2 separate regions of the Gossypium hirsutum genome follow, and region 2 is linked to region 1. Evidence: chromatin contacts called from public Hi-C data. All regions are on one chromosome and are shown on one strand. Each heading gives the region's core, a stretch centred on a gene start, on an enhancer-like site or on the middle of the called end of the contact. The rest is flanking DNA. Distances are from core to core; before and after follow the strand shown. Region 1 has its middle 20 kb from the start of LOC121219016. Region 2 holds the start of LOC107901004.

Evidence for each region. Hi-C and Micro-C count contacts between places; a contact is called where the count stands out from the background.
Region 2: a contact with region 1 is called in a Hi-C map of leaf, with 2.8 times the contacts expected there. The contact joins the promoter of LOC107901004 here to the enhancer-like site in region 1. A contact is called at or near these places in 7 of 34 Hi-C or Micro-C datasets (hypocotyl, leaf, petal and 1 more).

What each region holds. Positions count from the first base shown.
Region 1 is chrD06:16,423,635-16,429,487 of Gossypium_hirsutum_v2.1, forward strand. No RefSeq gene overlaps it. Among protein-coding and RNA genes, the nearest start is that of LOC121219016, 20 kb to the right of the region's middle. Within about 2 kb of position 2,052, at least 4 of the 9 cell types and tissues checked have an H3K27ac peak or open chromatin away from gene starts, as enhancers often do. A contact at or near this core is called in hypocotyl and leaf, where this site is marked.
Region 2 is chrD06:16,539,422-16,544,849 of Gossypium_hirsutum_v2.1, forward strand. LOC107901004 reads right to left here and starts at 1,277. Exons shown (of 2, transcript XM_016826819.2): 1 at 1-1,277. The coding sequence starts at 1,090.

The DNA.
Region 1 (5,853 bases), core at 802-3,301:
GTACATAATAAGGTAGTCGATTCCTTTCCCTTTAGCACCCATTGCTCACATATGATTATTTGTATAGCTCAAACACTCATCTATCTTTGCTCATCTAAATTTACCATGAAACAACAAAATTTACCATTGTCAAATACCATAGCCGAATGTCATTAAACCTAAACCACCATGAAAATTTTACTTATCACCTCATACCTTATTATCAAATTGAACTAATTATGCTTATAAAAATAATATCAAAACCGAAACCTTTTGATAATTAAGCCTCTAATTATTTATTACAATTACTCAAACGAAATTTTCTCACATTTAACACTTATATACCAATCAATTGTTGAAGACAAACAAAATCTCATTTCCTCCCTTGACAACCACAACCGAAAGCTCAAACCAACATCTAAAATTCCAAGTTTTCAAATGGGCTAATATGGAACTAGCTAATTGACTTAAACTAAACTTAAAATTTCAAAAACTAGCAAAATTTTTACTAACCTTCTCAAGCTTCAAGTGACCGAATGTTTCCCTCCTATCTTCCTCTTTACAATCGGCCAAGAAGAACCAAGGATACAAGCTTTGTTTTCATTACCTTTCTTTTTTTCTTTTATTCTTTCTTTTATTTATTATACTCCAATAACCCAATTTCTTATTATAATATCAAATTCAACAAATATATTGCCCATCATCAATCCATCTTGGCCGGCCACTATAAGGGAATTGGGCAATTTGACATGCAAGTCCACCCTTGTTTTGACATGCACTAATAAGCCCTTTAAAATTAGCCTATCATATTTCACCATGTCTCATGTTGATCCCTATTTAATAATTCCTCATGCAATTGGCAAAATTAGGGAATGAAACTTCCACATATGCATGTACACACACATAATAAACATAGAATATAGCAATTAATTATTTTTATAACTCGGTTTTGTGGTCCCGAAACCACTTCCCGACTAGGGTCACATTAGGGCTGTCACAATTTTGTATGATTTGTCTACCGCTTGCATTGGTTTTCTTATGATTGAACTCACATTGAGCTTCTTAAGCTCACTCCCCCATTATTTCTATATTTACAGATAACCCACCAGGTTATGACATGGACTCCGCATACGAAAGGCTCGGCTCGAATTGATCTTTTTTATTAAAAAGTATTTTAGATTTACTACTTAAAATTTCTGTTATTTTGGAATTGTATCGCTTTATTTGAATTGTGGCATGGGACTATGATTTTGAGTTTATTTAGTATGCATGATATTTAATTCAAATTTAGGATATTGAAACATGAATTTTAAATTAATTATGCATAAAATAATTCTAATTTTACTTAATTAAAACTAAGTTGAATATCACTTTTCCGCTACTAGATTATAAATAAAATTTGAGTAATAAATAAAATGGAAATTAACTAAGTTTTCCTCTAAAATAAACAAATGCTTAAAATGTCTGTTTTATAAACTCCGTTAACTTACTGATAATTTTGGTGGCCAATGTAATCTTCTGAATTCGGACTTAACGTCTAGATCAGATTATGAAAGTTACAAATTTTAAATAAAAATTATATACCAAAAAATGAATTAATATCAATAATGTTAATATAAAAATTCAAACCCATGCATCACATGGACCAAAAACTAGTAATGTTTGTTTATAAAATTATATAAGAGCATTAGGCTGGATTTGATTCTTGAAAATATTTTCTATTTTCATTTTTAAAAATAATTTTAATTTTATTTTTTGTACTTTTGGAAATTGAAAAACATGTTTGGTAATCAATAATGAAACTTTCCTTTCAAAGTTCTAGGAAATTTTAGTTAAGCCTCCTTAAATTTTTGAAAATTTTTATTAATTTTATAAAAAGGTTAATTAGACCTCAAAATTTTTTTTAAAAAAAATCTCATTTAACTCCTAATTTTAAAAAAAATTTTACTAGACCTCAGAACATAATTCTTGGATCAAATGTTATTTTGATCTCGAGGATGCTTTCTTGCAGTGATGGATCCTAGGCCCATAAGGATTTTTGACGCCTAACTAAAATTTATTAAAACTTTCAAAATTTCCCATATTTTTGAGGCTAGGCCCATAAGGATCCGCCCTTGCTGTCTTGCTTTTCAGGGCACTTTGATGGCTTTCTTTCTCTGCTGTCTTCTTCCTGTTTGGGAGTTTGTTCTGTCGTCTTATGAATTATGAAATAAAATCATTCTTTATGAAAAGAGGCAAGGGCTTGTCTCGTCAAAAAAAAAAAAAAAAAATCCACAATCCTCAACAACCATTATTTACTGCCCTTTTTCCATCTTCTCCATGACTACTGCGTATGTACAAAATTTTATTTTTTACCAAACAATTAAATACTGTGGGTTTTCTCTTTTCTTTTTTCAATTAATAATAAAGTATTTGACATTGTAAATAAACCTTTTTTTTCTTTTAAATTAGTAAAAATGGTGGAAACCTTCAGAAGACTGGAAAATCTCCGCGTATGACGTAAAGCTCAGTCCAAAACCATGCATGACCCTAATAATATTATACATGCTATATCTAAATATCATAACCTTATAATTAATTAACTAGGCTAAATATTACTAGTCGTGGAAGTGGAGCTTTACTTTTTTAAAAGGCTTCAAGTTTACTAAAGTATTAGATTTTAAAGACCTTAAATTGAAGTGGTGGCACTTCTTCAACCACCCCATAAAATGTTTTTCTACTTATGCGGAGTGCTTAATCAAAAGTATGTACTCACTTCAACAAATATAAAAGTGAACATATCGTGATAATTTTCTTTATTGTTGTACTTTGAAGATATAATACTCTCACCACTAAATTCATCATTTTTGAATTCAACAAGTAAAATCATAACACAAGATTTTACTATCAAATTGTACTCACACAATAATATTATGAAAAGAACATATTAAGTGCTTAACTCTTAGTACAATCACCTATTCAAGACTCTCAAATATGTAGACTTAATTTCAAGACTTGCTTACATATGAAGATATCTATATCGATCCCACTAAAGCAACAACAAAATAAGTTTAATACATTATAATAATATCAAACACTGTAAATATAGACTCTTGACAACTAAAATCATGATCCAACAAATTATCTTGCGTAATTTAATATCAATCCAACCAATATAAAATTCTCGAAGTAATATAATTTTTTTTATAATGGCTAAATACCAACCATATAATTAATATAGTCCAATAAATTGTTAATACCTTAAATATGGAAATTGTGTCTTTAAAGATTTGATGTTGGTGAGGGGAGTAGGCACTCCCTCTATCACCAAACTTACCAATTTCATATTTTTCAAAAAAATTAATATTTGATTTAATTAATAACTCTAATCAGGGGAAGAAAACCAAGAAAGAATTTTTATATATATTTGATTTGAGTAATTAAGTTGTGGAAATTCAAATTAAGGAAAGTTATATTTTGTTTTTTACCGAAGAAGTCTTTTGTTGCTTATGTATATGAGTTGAGGTCTTCCTTTTGATAATAATGAATAATGAAGCGTGTGTGTCCCCAAAGAAGTTAGGATTTAATAAAATGTGACGTGATGCACGCACCGCATTGAGCCAGTGTGGTGCTGGGAAACTGCAGTTTTGACAACTGCCACATGCTTCAATTTCTCACCCCTCCCCTCTTTTTCTTCTATCTTCTTTCTATTTTATTTCTTAATTAAGGTTTAAATAATTTCCAACTCACTACCGTTTTTATTTTGGTATTAATTTATCTATATTTTAAAAATATTTATATATTATTTACGTATTACATGCATATAAATATATTTTAAAATTATTAATTACGTTGACTAATTTAATTAAATGTTTATATTTTATTTTAAAAATAGTTAAGATAAAAATATTAAAAATTAATTTAAAATATCAAAATCTTCTACAGGGTTGATTTAAAAACTAGGTTTGATGCTTTTATTTTCACCAATTTAGTCATTTTGATCTTTTTTTTTCATTTTAAAATTATAAAAATCTATTTGGTAACATTATTTATGAATTTTCGTTAATTTTGAATATGTTACATTTTAATATTGATTTAAAAAATTAATTTTAATTGATAAAGTAGGTTCAAATTTAGAAGAAGTCAATTAATATTATTATTAATTGAATTTTAAATTTTAAATTTCAAAAGTAGGAACAAGTAGAAGAAGAAAAAGAAAAGGAGGAAACAATGGAAATCATTTTCTTTAATATATATGCAAGGTGCTGGCTTTTTGGTCTTACAGCATACTCTTCTAAGTGCAAAAAATTATTCCACAAAAATGAAAGGAGAAAGTGTTGTTGAGACTAAGCTACCAAATTTTGTGTCAGCAAAGAAAAGTGAGTTGAGTGGTAATTTCCACATACACCACTTAAGCTTTCTTCTTCACATTTCCCTACCCTTTGGACTTTGGAGGCATAATCTTGTTGGAAAATAATACAGATCCATTGTCGACTTTAACATGCAAACATTTTTTATTTTTAAAACATATTGCTTTACAAAATTTTGAACAATTAGTCTCTCTATTTTAATTTATCCAAATTTAGTTATTTTGACTTATGAAAATAGAGAAATTAATCCAACACAATTAAAATTTGTAGTTTGAAAATTTATAAGCCAAGAATTAGCTAAAATCAATTATTCAATTCCATCTAATTATCAACAATCAAATTAATTTCTTGGTTCTCACAAAATATAAATACCAAATTTTTACATACAAATATAGATGGATCAACTTTTTCAAGGTGATGAAAATCATAATTAAAAATAATGAAAATATATAACTAAATTTTTAAAAATATTTGACCTAACTATTCTAATGCAAATAATAATATGATAGCTTCAATTTTTAAATTAGCCCTAAATTATGATTTAGATTATTTTATAAATGTAGATATAGTGTACAACAAGAGAGGAAGTCAATGAGGAGATACGAAAGAGATCACATTGGGGCTATAGAGGTCGGTTCACCTAAAGAAGTGAAGAGTCAATTCAAGAATAAGAGGATAGATTAGCTGCTTGAGGAAGCAATTGAGCATAATAACTTCATGGTATTAAAAAAGTTGATCATTTCTTCATCGTTGATGAGGATACTTATAAGGAGGTCTTCATTTTCACTAGTATGACATGACAGATCATCATGAAGGAAGTTATCATCATCTGATACATGAAGAACGTGCATTGTAGGGCCTATTCTATTACGAATTTGATCAATACAAGATTGTTATACCCGGGTGGATCCCATATCGGTTCAAGGGTTGAGAAATGTTAACACTTAGAAAGTGGTTGCTTGGCCATTTCTTGATATGACGGATGAAAACACGGGAGGGGGGATATATCTTTGTTTAAAGCGGGTGGTCAAACGTGATCAAGCGAGACACCTTCTCAAATGAAGTTAACACGAGGTCAACATTGTCTATATTACATCCCGAAAGGTTGGGGTATAACCATAAATATAAAAAATTGATTGTACCAACTGGTCATCTCTTAAATTGAATAATTTACTAGTTCAATATGAGTCAAAGTACCCTTCTTATTAAGTACAGAGCACTTAGCTCAAATTATTCATACTAAATAAATAAAAACGAGTATCTTAAATTATAGTATTCATGCTTGACTTTTCAAGTAATGTGATATTCATAGTTTAATTACTAGATATACAAAATTAATTTTGTATATATTAAGTCAAGTAATATATATAATTAATCCTTGTAAATTTACAAGCACTCAATAAGAATTAACAAAAATATTATTTATGATGATATATTATATAAATTCAATAGTTATTTTAGATGATTACTTTTAATGTATTAAGTGAAACTATTATTAAATAATAATTTTATTTAAGCCAACAAC
Region 2 (5,428 bases), core at 27-2,526, 120 kb after region 1:
AAGGTAAGGCAGAATCAGAATCCTGGAAGTAAGAATCTGGGAAAAGATTATTGAAATGGTGGTGCTGCAAGCCACAGTCATTTGCATTCAACCAGGCAGGGAGTTCCATGACTTGATCAAATGGTTTGTGGTACCCATCATCCTCACCTTTCACTTCGTTCCCATCTTCCATACTCTTCAAGAACTTGAACCACCATGCTGATGTTACCAAATTCACGGTGTCATTCCACTCCATTTGATGCTGCTCTCCTAATGATCTCATCTCAGCCATTCCCTCATCGTCCATAGCTTGATGCAGGTCTCCCCCACCGTAGGATGCTGTTGAATCGGCCATAGTCCCAGGCCCCACTTCATGTGACACTGCAACTGAAGGCACATCTTCAGTTACAACTGATAGAGTTGGGGAAGATGAGGATGATGAAGATGAGTAGATTGATGGGTTATTTCTGTTATGGTAAAGGTTGGAGTCTATGTTGTTGAAATCGTGAAAGTTAAGGTTTAGACCTAGGGTTTGGTCTGGTAGATTCAAAGTGTGTGCAGTAGATGTAAAAGGACTTGGAGAAGAAGGAGGCCAACTATAGGAATGGGAAAAATAGTCTATATTATAGGTAGACAAGTTGTTTGTCTTTGGTTCTTGCTCAAAAGGTGGTGGGAATGAAGGAGAAGGCTGGAGTGACCGTGATGATTGCTCTTCTTGTTGCTGTTCATTGGCTTGTTTCATGGCAGCTCTATGGAACTTGAGTGCAGTGACAATTTCTCTCCTAGCTTCAGCCATGTTAAGCAGCCTTTGTTGGTAAGGCCTGCGGGTATGAAATCTCCTCCGAACCTGTTTCTTAAGTTGTTTAGGTGGTGCGTGTGGTTGCACCTGGCTCTGTGTCTGTGGTGTAGCACTAAAACCCTCACCAAATTTGCTCAAATTTTGGCCATTAACGTAATCAGGGTCTTTGGCACTTCTGGAAGTGGTGAGTTGTTTAACCAGGCTCCGAATGTAAGCACCAGAGAGCTGAGGAGGCTCATCTTTGTGACTGTTTCTAATTCTATCAATTTCCATTCCTTCTTTTGCTTCTTGCTTGGAACATCGACCCTTCATATCTAACTTTTATTTTTTTCCAACTTAGTACCGTAGAAAGAGAAAGCTGGTTTGAAGGATCATGGGGGTGTTATTTTTTCCTCAAAAAAACTAAAATGCAATGTACAGAAATGCAGAGAGAGGTGCAGGAGACTGAAGTTTCACAAAGGGAGGGGGTGTTATAAATACAAGCTGACCTAGGGTTTGTAAATTGTTTTGGATTTTTCCTTGTTTTGGCAATCAACACTTGTTACCCTTTATTTACATGTTTGTTTTAGGCTTACTACTTTCCTTTACTAAACTGCCCTCCTCTTTCAACTACATTTACATTTCATTCATGCCTGGGAAGATCAATCCCGCAGTCCCACTTAATAATAGACTGGGGTTTCATATGCTTTTATCTTTCTTGCATGTGTCTAAAAAAAGACAAAAGAAACAGAAATGCGATGATGAAGCTTAAATATATTTTATTTCATTGAAGGATTTGGTTGCTGTTGATCCTCATTATTTCAAAGGGGACAGCTTCTGAATTACTAGGCAGGATTCAGCAAATGGTCTCTTCTTCTCTTGGGTAAATTGGATTGATATTTTAGCATGTAATTTCTTCATTTTAACCGGTGATTTATGTACGTGAGGGAATTTTAGGGCAAAAGCAAGGGTTATTCTGGTATCTTGTCTGAAAGTACGATGGGACCAGGCTATGCCTGTGAAGAACCTACACTTCCAAAAGTCTTAATACTACAACTAAAAGAGATGACTGACAAGGGAATCTCCATTACTGTTGTAATGTAGCCTTTTTTATATTTTGGAAAATAGGAGAAAATTTCCAATATTTTGCTGTTTAAAAACAAAGAGATGGACAAGATTTTTAGACCCTTTCTGAAGACGTTGTTCAGAAAGTTAAAAGACAAGAATTTTCCATACCATCGTCTCCATCATCAATACTTTTACTCCAATTGCAGGTGGCTAGCAGCGTCTAAGATATGGCTTCTGTGGTTTTTATTCAACCTTTCTGGCACCAATAATAGTGAAAATAAAACATGGAGTAAGAGATATTGTTACTGCTGTCAATAATAGATATTATGTTTATTTTATATTTGTGTAGAATTTACACATGAATTTGTAATAAATACCTCGTCACCTTTACTTCGTCTGGTCCCAACATCGTTTATGCACAACAACTGTCCCTCGCACGTGTATCCACGATCGGCACATTACATGTTTTTGGTCCACCTCGTGAAGGATATGTGTTTAGTTTCCTTTGCATGAAACACACGTGGGGTATTTCAATTTCGTTAGCGTCTATTATACTCCCTAAGTAGCCAACTACAACAATACTAGCACAATCCACGTGTCAAGATCTAAAGCCAAAGGATGATCACCTTCGCCTATAAATATCCATTTTAGAGGTCCTCTTCTTCAATCATCCACCCAATGCTATATACTCTTTTATTATCCTCTTCCAATGGCTCTCAATACTTCTCCATTGTGTGAACCGCCATCCTTTCTATTTACCTTTTTTTAATCATCAACAATTGATGTGGTGAGTATGGACAATATAGTTCATCATGAGGGAACCATCCTCGGAAAACCCATTGTACCCATCAATCCTACCACCTAGCTTGTTGGCCAAACATACAATCCTCACTCAACACATCCTTAAAACCCCTATAACGACATTTATGAAAGCTAGTATCATCCACAACCTAGGTACCACATTGCTCCTCCTTCACCAAACTTATGCCCGATGGCAACATCTAATGAACAAACATCATAAAAACTTAATTCCAACCCTAGCTCTTACTCTCAATAATTTCAAAAACTGCAAGAACAAATAGGGCTTTAAGAGACCAAATAACACTACAATAGTTGAGGTATGAACAATAATGTCAGCAATACCAAGAACAACTCTAGCAAAATACTAAAATAATAAAAGAGTTAAGAGCAAGTCATAATCCCCCTCTTAGTTCCAAACCCAACATGATAAGGTTGTTTCCTCTCTTAATGCTCAAGGTCAAGGTCATAACTCACACTTAGAATACTTACCAGAATAGGTTTTAAAGTTAACGAAGGACATGGAGTGACTATCTTGTTGTAATAACCCCATTGTACTTGAGAACACAATAGTTAACTTGTTGCAAACTTTCATATTCCTCAAAGAATTTTATTAAAGGGACAAAGACTTAGGCGAGCACTTAATGCAAAATAATGAGTACACAAATATCCTAAGAGCCTTTGACACTTTTAAGTGCAAAGCCTTTCCCACTACTTTGAGGAGAAACACTAAGAATTGGTATTTGTCTCTTCCTAAAAGATCTATTTGTAGCCTTGAACAACTTGGTTGCCAATTCCTAAGTCATATTCATGCATACTAAATGGTTTTGAAAACACCTATGAGCCTTCTAGCCTTTAGATAAACACCTACGAATATGGATATGAGGGATTTGAAAAACTTGTGGTCATTGACACATTTTGTAACGCCCTCGACCCGACCCGAATCACTGGATCTAGATATTGGATGTTACAACTCAAAACACTTAATGGAAAATTTATACAACAGGCGTAAACTATATCTAAACATACTTCATATTACTTTTGTATTGTTCTATAATGTAAAAGAGAATATCATATAATTACATTAAGGTATTAAACAGTGTACAACGCTACAACATAATTTTTTATTAAAAACAGACTCTTTATGGCGTAGAGAACTATATGCCACACTCCTAAGATGTTCTCTGTATGTGTAATATCCCATCTTACTACTACTTTGGCGCATTCCTGGCTTGGTCCCTCCTAACATACCCATTCTTACAACGTAACTTGAAACAAGTACAAACTCCTGTAAGTTCAAATGAGCTTAGTGAGCTTTAACTCTAGATTACTTTGAAGCATTTCTAATTGAATTCTTCACCTTGGAGGCTTTAGGTTTCATCTCTATCTATGGCGGGTACTTTCCCATAACGGCGCATACATATTCATCAATTCCCATGCTTGATTAATCTTTTCACAAGTCACTCTTTGAACTGATTCTAGTCTTTAACACTAAATACAAACCTTATTTCCTTACTTGGAAAACAAATGTACTTTTCAGAAGAATATCCAAATAGAACCTCCTTCGGAAAATTCTCACTCAAATGGACATATAATACTTTACCCAGAATGGTGTTCTCACAAATATTCTTTTAAGCGGATACTTTTACCAACTGATCTTTCATTTGGTGGATTCTTATATTGATTCTGGTAACAATTAGAATACCAATCAGATCGTAACTCAGATCAACCTAAATATCATGACTTATATTGATAATGAAACATCATAAATCATTTTAGAGAATCCTAGACAACTATGTTATAAATCACGAGAACGCCCAGCCTAACAAACAACTTAGATTCCAGATGGCCTCTATTCATGACATCAAAATCATTCAGATGTGGCGGTTACCAGATAACTCACATTACTTCCTTGAATAGTGTAGTCAAACTCAAGTCCAAAAAACACTCAAACGTTTCATAACTACAAATATGCCATTTCCTGAACTGACATACTAATATGGCGGATACACCCTTCAGGTAATACCACTGAAGACTATTTCAAAAGCTTACTTAGATCATATTTAAAATATTCCATAAGACTAACCAAAAAGATGTATCATTAAACTTACAAATTCTCTATCATTACATTAATTAGTAGATAAGTCCGGAAGTTTACCTAAATCACGACATCGAAGTATTCGACTAAACTTTTCCACAAGGGTGTTATAGAATTCGAAACATAAATATCACAAAATAAGCCACACAGGCTTCTTCGAAATACACCATAATGGCCTTACAGAACATTCCACAAAAGTCACATAAAATTACGTGTTTATTGTCTCATCGGACTATCTCAGAGGTTGCCATGGGGCTTCTCCCTCATAGGCTTATACACAACTCCATGTCGTGATCTGCCAGTCCAATCCATATTTCACTGGAGGCACATGAGTGTTTTCATTATCATACAATGCCAGGGGTCTCTGTCACAGGGCCTTATACATACTTACATGTCGTGATCTTCCAGTCTAGTCATTATCTCACTAGAGGCATCACCATGAGTATTTATGTTGTCACCGTGATCTGCCTATCCGGTTAGCAATGTCTCAGCCTTACCGGAAGCATCACAAAAGTATGTTTGCTCGTTCCCCAAAGAGTACACTTACCCAGATTCATTTTTATACTAGACTTGTTCATATTCTCTTAACAAAATTCAGCTTTCCATACCTAGTACTCACATGCATTTACATCACACATAATTTTATTCATACAGTAACTCATTTACCTCGAATGTGAACATGCAACGACATTACTATGCTTCACAAA